Linked DNA regions of Mus musculus: all the other regions are linked to region 2. The links are chromatin contacts, called in public ChIA-PET and promoter capture Hi-C maps. All regions are on one chromosome and are shown on one strand. Each heading gives the region's core, a stretch centred on a gene start, on an enhancer-like site or on the middle of the called end of the contact. The rest is flanking DNA. Distances are from core to core; before and after follow the strand shown.

What was found. Promoter capture Hi-C pulls out the DNA fragments that hold promoters and counts their contacts. ChIA-PET counts read pairs in DNA pulled down with a chosen protein or histone mark.
Region 1: an RNA polymerase II ChIA-PET map of memory CD8 T cells shows a contact between it and region 2, with 11 read pairs. The contact joins two enhancer-like sites. A contact is called at or near these places in 2 of 39 promoter capture datasets (liver and stem cell-derived epiblast-like cells) and 1 of 115 datasets of contacts at active chromatin or transcription factors (memory CD8 T cells).
Region 3: a contact with region 2 is called in a promoter capture Hi-C map of liver, with 4 times the contacts expected there. The contact joins the promoter of Slc25a12 here to the enhancer-like site in region 2. A contact is called at or near these places in 10 of 39 promoter capture datasets (the 3T3-L1 cell line, frontonasal cranial neural crest, hippocampal neurons and 6 more), 3 of 484 Hi-C or Micro-C datasets (bone marrow-derived macrophages, cortical neurons and liver), 6 of 115 datasets of contacts at active chromatin or transcription factors (the NIH/3T3 cell line, astrocytes, embryonic forebrain and 3 more) and 1 of 9 other capture datasets (liver).

Annotation. Positions count from the first base shown.
Region 1 is chr2:72,135,616-72,139,194 of GRCm38.p6, forward strand. Rapgef4 (Rap guanine nucleotide exchange factor (GEF) 4) reads left to right here. Exons shown (of 31, transcript NM_001204165.1): 5 at 1,627-1,699. Among named protein-coding and RNA genes, the nearest start is that of Gm29940, 82 kb to the left of the region's middle. Within about 2 kb of position 2,241, at least 29 of the 459 cell types and tissues checked have an H3K27ac peak or open chromatin away from gene starts, as enhancers often do. A contact at or near this core is called in memory CD8 T cells, where this site is marked.
Region 2 is chr2:71,812,434-71,816,125 of GRCm38.p6, forward strand. The region is part of intron 1 of Itga6 (integrin alpha 6); the gene reads left to right. Among named protein-coding and RNA genes, the nearest start is that of Itga6, 27 kb to the left of the region's middle. Within about 2 kb of position 1,773, at least 203 of the 459 cell types and tissues checked have an H3K27ac peak or open chromatin away from gene starts, as enhancers often do. A contact at or near this core is called in astrocytes, bone marrow-derived macrophages, liver and 5 more, where this site is marked.
Region 3 is chr2:71,366,191-71,369,930 of GRCm38.p6, forward strand. It overlaps Slc25a12 (solute carrier family 25 (mitochondrial carrier, Aralar), member 12), which reads right to left and starts at 1,565. Exons shown (of 18, transcript NM_172436.4): 1 at 1,323-1,565; 2 at 337-390. The coding sequence starts at 1,334.

The DNA.
Region 1 (3,579 bases), core at 991-3,490, 320 kb after region 2:
TCAGCCATGCTTCCTAAGTCCATGAAGTGTTGAGACAAAAGAGCACCGTCAGTCCCAAGAGAAGATTTCTAAGCAAAATAAACTGGCCCCTTATTAAGTAACAGGCATTCTTTCTTTTAGAAGCCTGCCAGGGGATCGTAAAAAGCACAAGAAAAAGAATGCAAAGGGTTAGAGGCAGGGGGATTTCTGAGTTCGAGGCCAGCCTGATCTACAAAGTGAGTTCGAGGACAGCCAGGGCTATCCAGAGAAACCCTGTCTGGAAAAAACAAAAAAAAAAAAAAAATGCAAAGGGTTAAGGAGGGTTGCAAAGCTTTCTGGGAAAGTAACAGCTCTCTTATGCCCTCTTTGAAACTGTGTAGAGCACAGGTTAGCTGAATGCCCAGAGTAGCATGCCAGGAAGAAGAAGGTAGATGATACTATAAGACAGAAGAGATTCAGAACTGGGAAGGTGTCAAGGGAATGACAATAATACTGAGTGATGTTTGGTGCTGTAAGCATGTCTGAGTGATGAGCTCAGAGACTGAGGAAATCTGCCATCTTAATGTTAGCATGCACACAAGCTGATTTAGTGCTTCCTAACTAAGAGGGAAAAAAAGGGGGGTGGGAGGAGCTAGTCATATCTTGGTTAGAAGGCTCTTTAGAGAAAGTACCATGACAACACTGTTAAAATGGACCAGATGGTTACTGGGTACCACGTGTCACCAGCTGCCCATTGCTACAGATGAAGTCTTTCTGCTGGTGTTTGTATGACACACATGAATCGGGAGCTGGCTCTTTTGATGCTGTTTAACATTTACGTGCATGTATGTGTGTCACTGTGATTACAAACCATAAATATACATGATACCACACAATCAGTAAAATTACCCACGTTTCATTGTGCAAGGGAGGAAGCTGCATTTATTGCCTGAGAGCGTTCACCTTTCATTCATTGTAAATGCCCCTCCTTTCTAGCCTGATGCTCAAAACCTTATCCCTCCCACACAACACAGACACTAATCACATACATCCCGGAGCCCCAAGTTTCAGAGCATGCCTGGACCAAAAGCCAGGGGAAGACAATCCAGGAGCGTCTAAATTAAGCCAGATGGTTTTTATTTGACAATGTAACAAAAGTGCTCTGGAGGGGTCACATAGCAGGCAGGTGTGCCCTATGAAAGGAAGGAGGCAAACAGCAGCCAGTCGGGCTTCTTTCATAGAGACAGGTTCCAGGAGCCGCTGAGCATTTCTTTTGGCTTTGAAAGAGGCTGATTCGGAGGCATTCACCTCAGAGGAGGTAGGCAGCAAGGTTACTGTGATCTGAGCCTGTAAACACTCAGCACTGCTTCTCAGGTGCCTGAGTGTACAGGGTGTGGAGAGGTAGGAACCCCTTCACTCCATCTCTACAAATGCATACCATGTAAATGAAGCAGCTGAGTGGAGCCCTGCCCTGGGCAGAGGAAACACACAGTCTCACCTAGGAAGCCCCTCCCTGAACCCCACATCTTTAGTTTAAACCCAGAGCCCCAGAGAGCATACTTCCTGGCTCTATAAATAAGAGCCTCAGATACCCAGGGTCTCTGTTCTTTCACATGTAAATAAAGGAACAAAGCTGACTTCTCAATCTTGTCTGATTTTATCTTGCAGAAATACCGACAGTATATGGCCGGACTTCTGGCTCCTCCCTATGGTGTTATGGAAACGGGCTCTAACAATGACAGTAAGTGAAATGTGAATGTTTTGTGTCTGAAGATTTGTTGTGTGCTATGTGTTTTCATGTAACAACAACAACAAAATGTTGTACACCAGCATGACAAAGGAGGCACCCTGACTCTGGTGTAAGAGTCCAGCAGCTCACACTGGAGCTAATACACACGTGGTCTGAGCTGTGGGGTATTCACTAGTAGCAAGTGCCGGCTCTGGTGCAGGCTGGGAATTCCACATACTGGACATCCACATGCTTGGAGCATTTCTGTGTCCTTTTCAAAATAGGTTCCTGAGCTGTGTTTGACTCGGCACATGTGGAGTCTGGAACCCAGGAACCCACCTCCAGTTCAGTTTAGCTCCATTGGCCTTAGAGAGAAGCTTAAGTCATTTGCTCTTGTTAAATGACCCCTACCAGTCTGAGGCTTTTGTTAGGTGCTAGGTGCTCTACCACACAGGAAGGTGATGGCCAGCTTAACTTTGGTACTCATGACACAAATGTAAGTGTAGCTAAGTGGTGTGTGGTAGACACCTTCGATGTAAGCCAGCAGAAAACCGAGCTCCTATGAGAGACCCACATCTGGCTGAGGTTTAAAAATAGTGGTAGGGTGAGTCGTGTGGTACTTTCTAAAAGGTTGATTTTATTTTGATGTATGTGTCTGTGCACATGCATGCAGGTTCCCTTAGTGGCCACAGAGGGCATCAGATTCCTTGAAGCAGTTGTGAGACATCTGACATGGGTGCTAGGAACTGTTCCAGTCCTCTGGCAAAACAGTACATGATCTTAACTATTGAGCCACCTCTTCAGTCCTCTTTCCTCCATCCCACCATCCCTCTTCCAGGTGCCTGTGAGTGTGCGTGGAGTATTTGAACTTGTGGCACTTGGATGGGCAGCTATGGGCGTGGCAGTGAGCGTCATCCCCTCTCCCTTTCTCCTCCAAGGTCACTATCATTCCTGACTTGTTAGTTTCTGCAGGGCTACCTCCTTGCTTGTCTTGAATCTTCAAGATTTCTCACTTCTACCCTACAGTTTTGATGCCACTGCCTTTCTCTATAGCCCCTCCCACCTCCCCACATCTGCCTCCCCAAAAAGGGAGTTGGAAAGAGGGAGGCCAGTCCTCCCTCCCTCCCTCCCTCCCTCCCTCCCTCCCTCCCTTCCTTCCTTCCTTCCTTCCTTCCTTCCTTCCTTCCTTCCTTCCTTCCTTCCTTCTTCCCTCTCTCCCTCCCTTCCTCCCTTCCTTCCTTCCTTCTTCCCTCCTCCCCTCCCTCCCTCCCTCCCTTTCTTCCTTCCTTCCTTCCTTTTTTCTCTCCTTCTCCTCAGTTCCCTTTCTTCTCCCTCTTGGCTAAGCTAGGAATAACCAGTTCTCTTAGGAATGCCCGAGTTTAAAAAAAAAATCAACCATGCTGTCTCCTAGCTATGACCACAGGCAAACCACTGATGTCTTGTGCCTCAGTTTCCTTATAGGGTTGTTGTATTAAATGAATCAAAATGTGTCACGAGTCTAAAAGAGTGCCAGGCACAAAATAATCTCACATAATGTATTAGCTATTATGTTCTCATCCATAGCCACTTACTTAGCCCCACGAAGTCTGGCTTCTGCCCAGGACTTTAAATGAATTCCTCCACAGTTAAAGTCACCAATAGACTTGGTGGCTCCCATTGCTCTTATTAATTTAATAACTTTCTGGCCCTGCTCTTCTCTCTGGAAACTGGGGGACTTGTCGTGTGGTCTTTGTTTTCTGGCATTATTCTCCACACTTGGAAGTCTGGACTCATTAACAGCCCCTTTACCATCTCCTAAAAGCTAAGGAGCCTGGACTTGGTGCTCTCTCTGCCTCTCTCCCTGTATCCCTCCCTCTCTTCACACTGTCTTCCTGCACACCTGAGACTAGCCT
Region 2 (3,692 bases), core at 523-3,022:
TCCTGTGAGGAACCGGGAGGAAGCTTTGGATTTATACAAAAGCCAGATTTTGGCACGCGTTTTGAGGGGTTGGTTGAAATGGGCTATTCTTCCAGAACCTACAAGCACCTGGCAGCTCAAGAATCAATGTGTGCCTAGCATTTAACCTACACCATGACCTAAAATGACTTAGATTAGAAGTAGACGGTTGTCCCCGGTGTCCTTGTTTGCATACTGGTCTAGTTTTGCTCATTTATTTGTTCTTCACAGACATAGCTTGAACTAATGGACTGTGACTGTATATAAAGCTGATTCCAAGTGAGATTAAGAGCCTTTTTGCTAATCTCTGAACCAGGGTAACTGTGAGAAATGGGTCCCCAATGGTTGCTGAGTGTTGGGGTGACTTTATTCATCTGTTTCTGGGACCTGCCGTTGTATTGGATTAGCTCGCAGTATAGCCTTGAAATGCAGAGTGGTGCAACAGGCGCCCTCTGCTGGCAGGCCATTCCCTTTTGTAGCCACCCACTCCTGCAGCCGGTGTGGATCCTCTTCCCTCCCTCCCAGAAGGTATCTGAAATGGAAACAGGATGCTTAAGAAGCCGTGTGGGCAGAGTCTGGGGTAGGCACCCTTTCAACTGGCATTATCCTTTATAGATGTATGCCTCTTAACATTGTCTTTATGCCTGACAACCTGGCTCCTTCCTTTATTCTATGCAGTCCGCCACTTCCTTCTCTGTCCAATGCCTGTGCCCCACCGGGGATGGAGGAGAGAAGGGTTGGAGAAAGCCCTTGGCTCTGAAGACCTGTGGCTGTGCATGGAGTAACCTCCACAGTCTGTTATTGTTTAAACGTGTGTGTGTGTGTGTGTGTGTGTGTGTGTGTGTGCGTGCGTGCGCGAGAGAGAGAGAGAGAGAGAGAGAGAGAGAGAGAGAGAGCCCGCGTGCACGCCCCCCCCCCCCCCCCCGCCCGCGGAAGCCAGAAAAGGGCTTTGGAGTTATAGGCATTAGACTTGATGATGCTGGACTCCGAACTTTGCTCCTCTGGGAAAGAACAGGCAGGTGCACTAACCACTGAGTCATCCCTCCAGCCTCTGCACAGCTTGTTCATGTTGCTGGAAACCTTTGAAGTGCCTATCCCATGTAGGGACCCAGAAAGGCTCAAGAGATGGCTGCATCCTTAGGCTCTGCGGGCCTCCTCTCCTACCTCTCTCCCCTGAGCCTGTCTTCTCACCAGGCTGTCTGTCCATCTTCAACTCCACTTACCAAATCACCAGACTCCAGTCTCCTACGGCGGCTATCTCAGTGCTTCTTAACTTGTGGGTCGTGACCCCTTCAGGGGTCAAACAACCCTTTCTTTCACTAGGTTCAAATATCAGATATTTACATTATGTTTCATAACAGTAGCAGAATTACAGTTATGAAGTAGCAACAAAGATAATGTTATGGTTGGGGGTCACCATAACATGAGGAACCGTACTAAAGGGTGGTGGCATTAGGAGTGTTGAGACCCACTGCTCTAGCTCCTCCCTTGGAAGCAAAGCCAGTCTTGCCTGTTCTCTGCTGTCCCTCCTAGGTCTCTTCTGCTGTCATTTCCTGGTAGCACTCTCTCTACAAAGCACTTGCCCTCTCCCTCCCAGTCCTTTTCTGAGCTAGCTACTTCTGGATCAGGTGGAGCCACACTGGAGTTTTAGGAGATGGAAGCTACCTGGGAGGCCGTCCCTTATGCATCCTGGGGCAGTACTTGTTGAAGCAGTAATTGGCTGTAGGAGGAGCTTGGTAAACAGGAAGTAGCCTGCCACCCTTAGCAGCCTCCTTGGGTGTGTGTAAGAGGAAGTGGTTAGAGGAGGGAAAGCTGTCTAGGCTGTCGGAGCTGCCCTTTGAGTCTCCTCTTGGCAGTTGGTTACCTTTACCCACCATTGGGCCTGGGTTCTTTTTCCCTTCGCCTGCTGGGAGTCAGACTTAAATCTGTCAGTATGCCAGTGGTTTTTATTTCAGTGTGTCATTGTTATAGGCTGGCTTTTGTGCTAAACGTTTTAGTTGTTCAGTTTTGTTTCTTGGGGAGCATTCATTACGCAGGGACAGGGACACTGTTTCTAGGTAATCTTTGTCCTGCCTGGCACCTGGCTGTGAGGTCCAGAGGCCTCATAATTAATCTCTGTCAAGGCCTCGATTTCCTATCAAATGGGAGGGTGCAGGCTCCTTAGCTTCTGTTTACTCATGGTTCAGCTCATTGTTTGTTTCTCTAGCCACCCCAGCACAGGGTCCATCCCACATCTGCCAAGCATCAAAACCCATTCTCTGCACATTCTAGGCCACCTCGTCTCTCAGGTATTGTGAGCTCCTGCAGGGACAGTGTTACTTGGATACCTGGTGGGCCTATGCAGACCCCTGCACCCTGGCTTCTCTATACCCCCTATTGATTGATAAATTTGGGGACCCGGGGGGCAATTGCTTCCCTAAGTCTCCACTTCAGTTCCGTTGCTTTGGTGTGTGCGGGTTCATCATTTCCAATGTAGACTTGGAACTAGAAGTGGGCAGTGCGAACTGCCTCAGGTGAGGAGATGGGTTATCTGTCTGGTAGGAAGGGCAGCCACTGTCCCCATGGAAGCCATCGTCATGCTCCTGTTTCTCCTGGGCAGATGTGATCCCCTTCCCCCTGTTGCACCTGCAGCAGCATAGCCGTTAGTGTATTTACTTTTTAACTGGGATCCATCCCAGCAAGGAAGAGGTAGTGGGGATGTTAGCTAGAGTTGGTTTTTGTTGTTCATTTTGCACCTGACCCTGCAGGCTTCCCAGTGCACTTTGCTGATGTTAGCTAGCGTTGGTTTTTGTTGTTCCTTTTGCACCTGACCCTGCAGGCTTCCCAGTGCACTTTGCTCCCTTCAGAGGGTTTATTGTTTGTTCCCAGCTGGCTTTCCATCTCCAGCCCATACCTCAAAGCTCTGGTTTCCACTTCTCTGTGTGGTCCGGTGTGTGTTCTTTCTTTCTGTCTCTTGTATTGTTTGTTTCTTACCCTAGAGGTTGTAAACCACGTGACCAGCCAGCCCCTCTGCTAATGAAGTGAAAGCTCTCCGCTGCCTGCCGATCATGAGTTGGGATTAGGAGCCACTCCTTGGGGAAAGTCTGGGGTGGAGAGAAGAGGAATGTCCCACCCACAGCTGCCACTTCATTTCTCAGCCTTTGTGGGAGACTGGTTGATATGGGGGAGCTTGTATCATGTACCCATGAGACAGAACATCACGTGTTGCACTTTAAATAGATGGAGATTCTCCTTGTCAACTATATCCTCAATAGAGCTGAAGAAAAAGAAAAAGGGAAGAGATTAATTGTGACATGGGCAAGAGTTGGATTCTTAATCTGTAGATACAGTGTTGCAAAGCTAGGTGTAGTCAAAGTGTTCCCTGGAGGATACCTGTCTTAGTCAGGGTTTCTATTCCTGCCCAAAACATTACGACCAAGAAGCAAGTTGGGGAGGAAAGGGTTTATTCGGCTTACACTTCCATACTGCTGTTGATCACCAAGGAAGTCAGGACTGGAACTCAAGCAGGTCAGGAAGCAGGAGCTGATGCAGAGGCCATGGAGGGATGTTCCTTCCTGGCTTGCTTCCCCTGGTTTATTCTGCCTGCTCTCTTATAGAACCCAAGACTACCAGCCCAGAGATGGCACCACCCACAAGGGGCCTTTCCCCCTTGATCACTAATTGAGAAAATGCCT
Region 3 (3,740 bases), core at 315-2,814, 450 kb before region 2:
AAACCTCATATCAATCCCCAATAGAAAGAAAAATTTTCCAATCCGTTCTTACTAAGAGTACAAACGGCCGGGTATAGAGCCAATCGCAGCCCTCAGGAGGCAGAGGCAGGTAGATCCTCCGAGTTCCAGGACAGCCTGGTCTACAAAGCAAGTTCCAGGACAGCCAGAGCTACACAAGGAAAATCTGTCTCAAAAAAAAACCAAAACAAACCAAGTACAAAGGACATCCTCCACTCATGTTTGTGAGAAGAGCATTTCTCAAAGTTAGAGAGCTTAAAGAGGAATAACGATCATGTTCTTCCCATTCTTTCCCTGATGTAAAATTCTTTCACTTACCTGGAGGAATATGTTTCTCAGCTCATGAGGATCACCTCGTTTGGTTGTATGCACCTGAGGGGGGGGGGGGAATGACTGGTTAATGCTTAGCTAGAAACCACATAATCTCTTTAGATTATAGTTTACATCTGCTAACAACTCATTTATCTTTCATAAGGTCATTTAGTCTAAAAACAAACCCAAAGCTTAATTGCTGATAACACCTGTCAAACCGGAGATCTACGGCTAAGGGGTGGGAGAAAAGGGTGTGAATAGTGCAAGATAGAGCAAATTACAGACGGCACTTCCTGTGAACTGGAAAGGGAAACCAATGTAATCGTTTACTTTATTCCACAACTACTAGCAATACAGTAGCAACCACCAAGCTACAAATCCTGAGAGCCTCAAGAGAGGAGCAACAGGAGATGTAAAACAGCCAAATTAATAGCCGGGCCTAGCAGCCTTTCTTGTGGAAAGCAGAAACAGTACATCGTCATCTTGGCGACCCTTTCTCCATCTGACCTAAACCTTGAGAGCTGCCACAATACGGATACTTTCGACATCTGACAACCTGCCAGGCAAATGTCAACCAGTGCCCTGGGCTGTATTGTGGCCCCAAATGACAACACCCACCCCCTCCCCCACCGCGGATGCCCTGGGTATCCCCGGTTCTCCTGCCCGCTGACTCTCAGTCCCTCTCTGATGCTCTCCAACTCTGTGCTCGCAATCCCATGTACCTAGGACAAAACACTACTCTTTTCCTCCTCCCGACCATGGTCCTCAGGAGCCCCTCCAACTCACGATCCCTCCTCCTTCCCCTCCCCCAGCCGGGCATCCTCTTCGCTCCGGTCCAAGCCCAGCACAGCTCTCCACCCGCAATCTAGAGCCCCGGGACGCACTGGCTAAGAACCAGGCAAAGAAAGCAACGGAAAGAGGCGGGGGGCTGCACTCGGGGCCCTTGGAACGTCTCTTATGCAATAAAAGCAGCAGCAGAGAGTTGGAGTCACCTTGACCGCCATGCTGTGCTCGGAAGCCGGGAACGAGCGAGTGAGCGAGCTGGGCCGAGCTGTCAGGGCGCGCGCGCGCCACGGCCCGGGGCCGCGCCCGCGCTCCCTCCTGTCGCAGCGCCGCGCCCGTCTATATGCAAATGAGCTAGAGCGCGTCGGTGGTGCGCACCGAGTGGCCTTGGTTGATCCATCAGCGGGCCGGCGGGGCAGTCGCACCTCTTGCGGGGGACACCAGAGCTCCGGTCGCCGGATTCCAACGCGCAGTGTGAGCAGAGGCTCCTCTGGGCCAGCCCCAAGTCCCAAGGCCTGGCAGTGGGTGTGGCTTTGGGCACCGGCTTCAGCCAAAGTCGGTTCCCTCTTGGGGCTTAAAGGAACACTTGGGGCCTGTATTGAGCAAGGTTGGAAGCATATGAGAGCTTGTCCCATTAATAATGAGTTTATGACAACCAGTGACAAATATTGATAAGGAAAATGATTAGTTAGGTTTTTTAAAGGGAAAACCTAAGTAAACATAACTTCAGAAATATGCTCCTGAATTAACATTCCTTGGGATATCCCTAATGGTTTATTAATAGATTCGCTTCACTCTCTTAACCACCCAAATTCTTTGTACAATGTATATAGAAAACAACTTTATTTATCTTGGAGCTGGTACTTGCTATGCTGACTTTCTCTTCTACAGGAAACAATTCCTCTGTGAATTCCCAGCCCTGCCTTAAGCTAAATTAATGTCTCTAAAACTGAGGCTTGCCATTAAGATATGTGAGGGCCAGGCAAGTAGCTTAAGTTGCTGGAGTGCCTAACTAACATGCTGGAAGTCCCGGGTTCTATGCCCAGTAGCACATAAACTCTATCTTGGCGAAGTAGTATCCGACTGTAATCCCCAGGCTTGAGAAATGGAGGCAGGATAATCGGAATGTCATCCTCGGCTGCATAAGAGTTAGAGGCCAGCCTGGATGCATAAGACGCGTCTTCAAAGAAAAGAAAAACGAAAGGAATAGAGGAGAAGTAAGAAAGGGGAAGGGAGGGAGGCGGGGGGGGGGGGGTGTGTGGAGGGGGAAGAGGGGTGCGGATCCGAGGTGATAGCTCAGTCTGAGGCTCCTCAGAACTCATTAAAGGTAGAAAGATAATCAACACCTATTTTCCACATTTCATCTAAGCACTAAGGTGAATAAAATTAAAAATTGTTAAAAAAAAAAAAAGAAGGGGAGAAAAGATCCTATTAGTTCTCATATTGATATTCACCCAAATATTTACTAAAATCCTCCATGTGCTAGACATGGTCCTATTTGTAAAGTGTGGATATAAATACACATATATGCATATGAAGTATGTGTATAAGTAGTTATTTATTGCAAAGACCTTCTTTGCCACCATTATCATAGACCATTTTAAGTTATAAAACTAAATAGCAATCCTACATATTGTAGATATCATACCCTTGGCTCAATCATACTTAAATGTTGCAATATTTGATTATCCCTGGGTTATTACAAGAAAATTTGTAACAAGCTGATGATGTCTCCTGTAGTAGTATATTGCCTTTATTCCCACCCACCAGTTATAGGCTTCGTGTGCTCACTTTTCAATATCTTTGAGACCAGGCAAGGGGATAAGTCTTTTTAAAAGAAACATGGTTGACTTGTTTAAAACTGATCATTAGTGCACTCGACATGGGTTTTGTGAGAGGGAAGGAAGTGATGAGATTTCTTGTCATTATAGTATTAAAATTAAATCTACTTAATTCATAAAATCATATACATGCCATGAATACTTGTGTCTATCAATAAATATGTGCTATTTGAAAATATCAGAGCCCAGTAAAAGCCAGACATTTAGCGATTGTGTTTACCCAGGACCTCAACCATATTTGGTTTTTTTTTTTTTTTTTTTTTTTTGGTTATTGTTTAGTTGGTTGCCTTTTGTTTATTTGTTTTGAGACAGGGTTTCTCTGTGTAGCCCTGGCTGTCCTGGAACTTGCTCTGTGGGCCAGGGTACCCTCAAACTCACAGAGACCCACCTTGCCTCTCTATCCAGAGTGTTGGGATTAAGGGGAGCATAACTACATCCAACTACTATTTTCTTTCTTTCTTTCTTTTTAAGATTTTATTTATTTATTTTATGTATATGAGTAAAGTAGCTGTCTCCACACATACCAGATAAGGGGATTGGATCCCATTACAGATGGTTGTGAGCCATAATGTTGTTGCTAATTGAACTCAGGACCTCTGGAAGAGCAGTCAGTGCTCTTAGCCACTGAGCCATCTCTCCAGCCCTTATTTTCTTTCTTAAGTGAGACATGCTCCTTTAAATTAAAAAAGGGGGGGGGGGGGCGTAAATAGTGATGGAAAACCAGGTTCCCATATGTGAGTGACTGCTGGGCCTTTATCTTTTGCCATGCACAAAAACTTCCCTCAA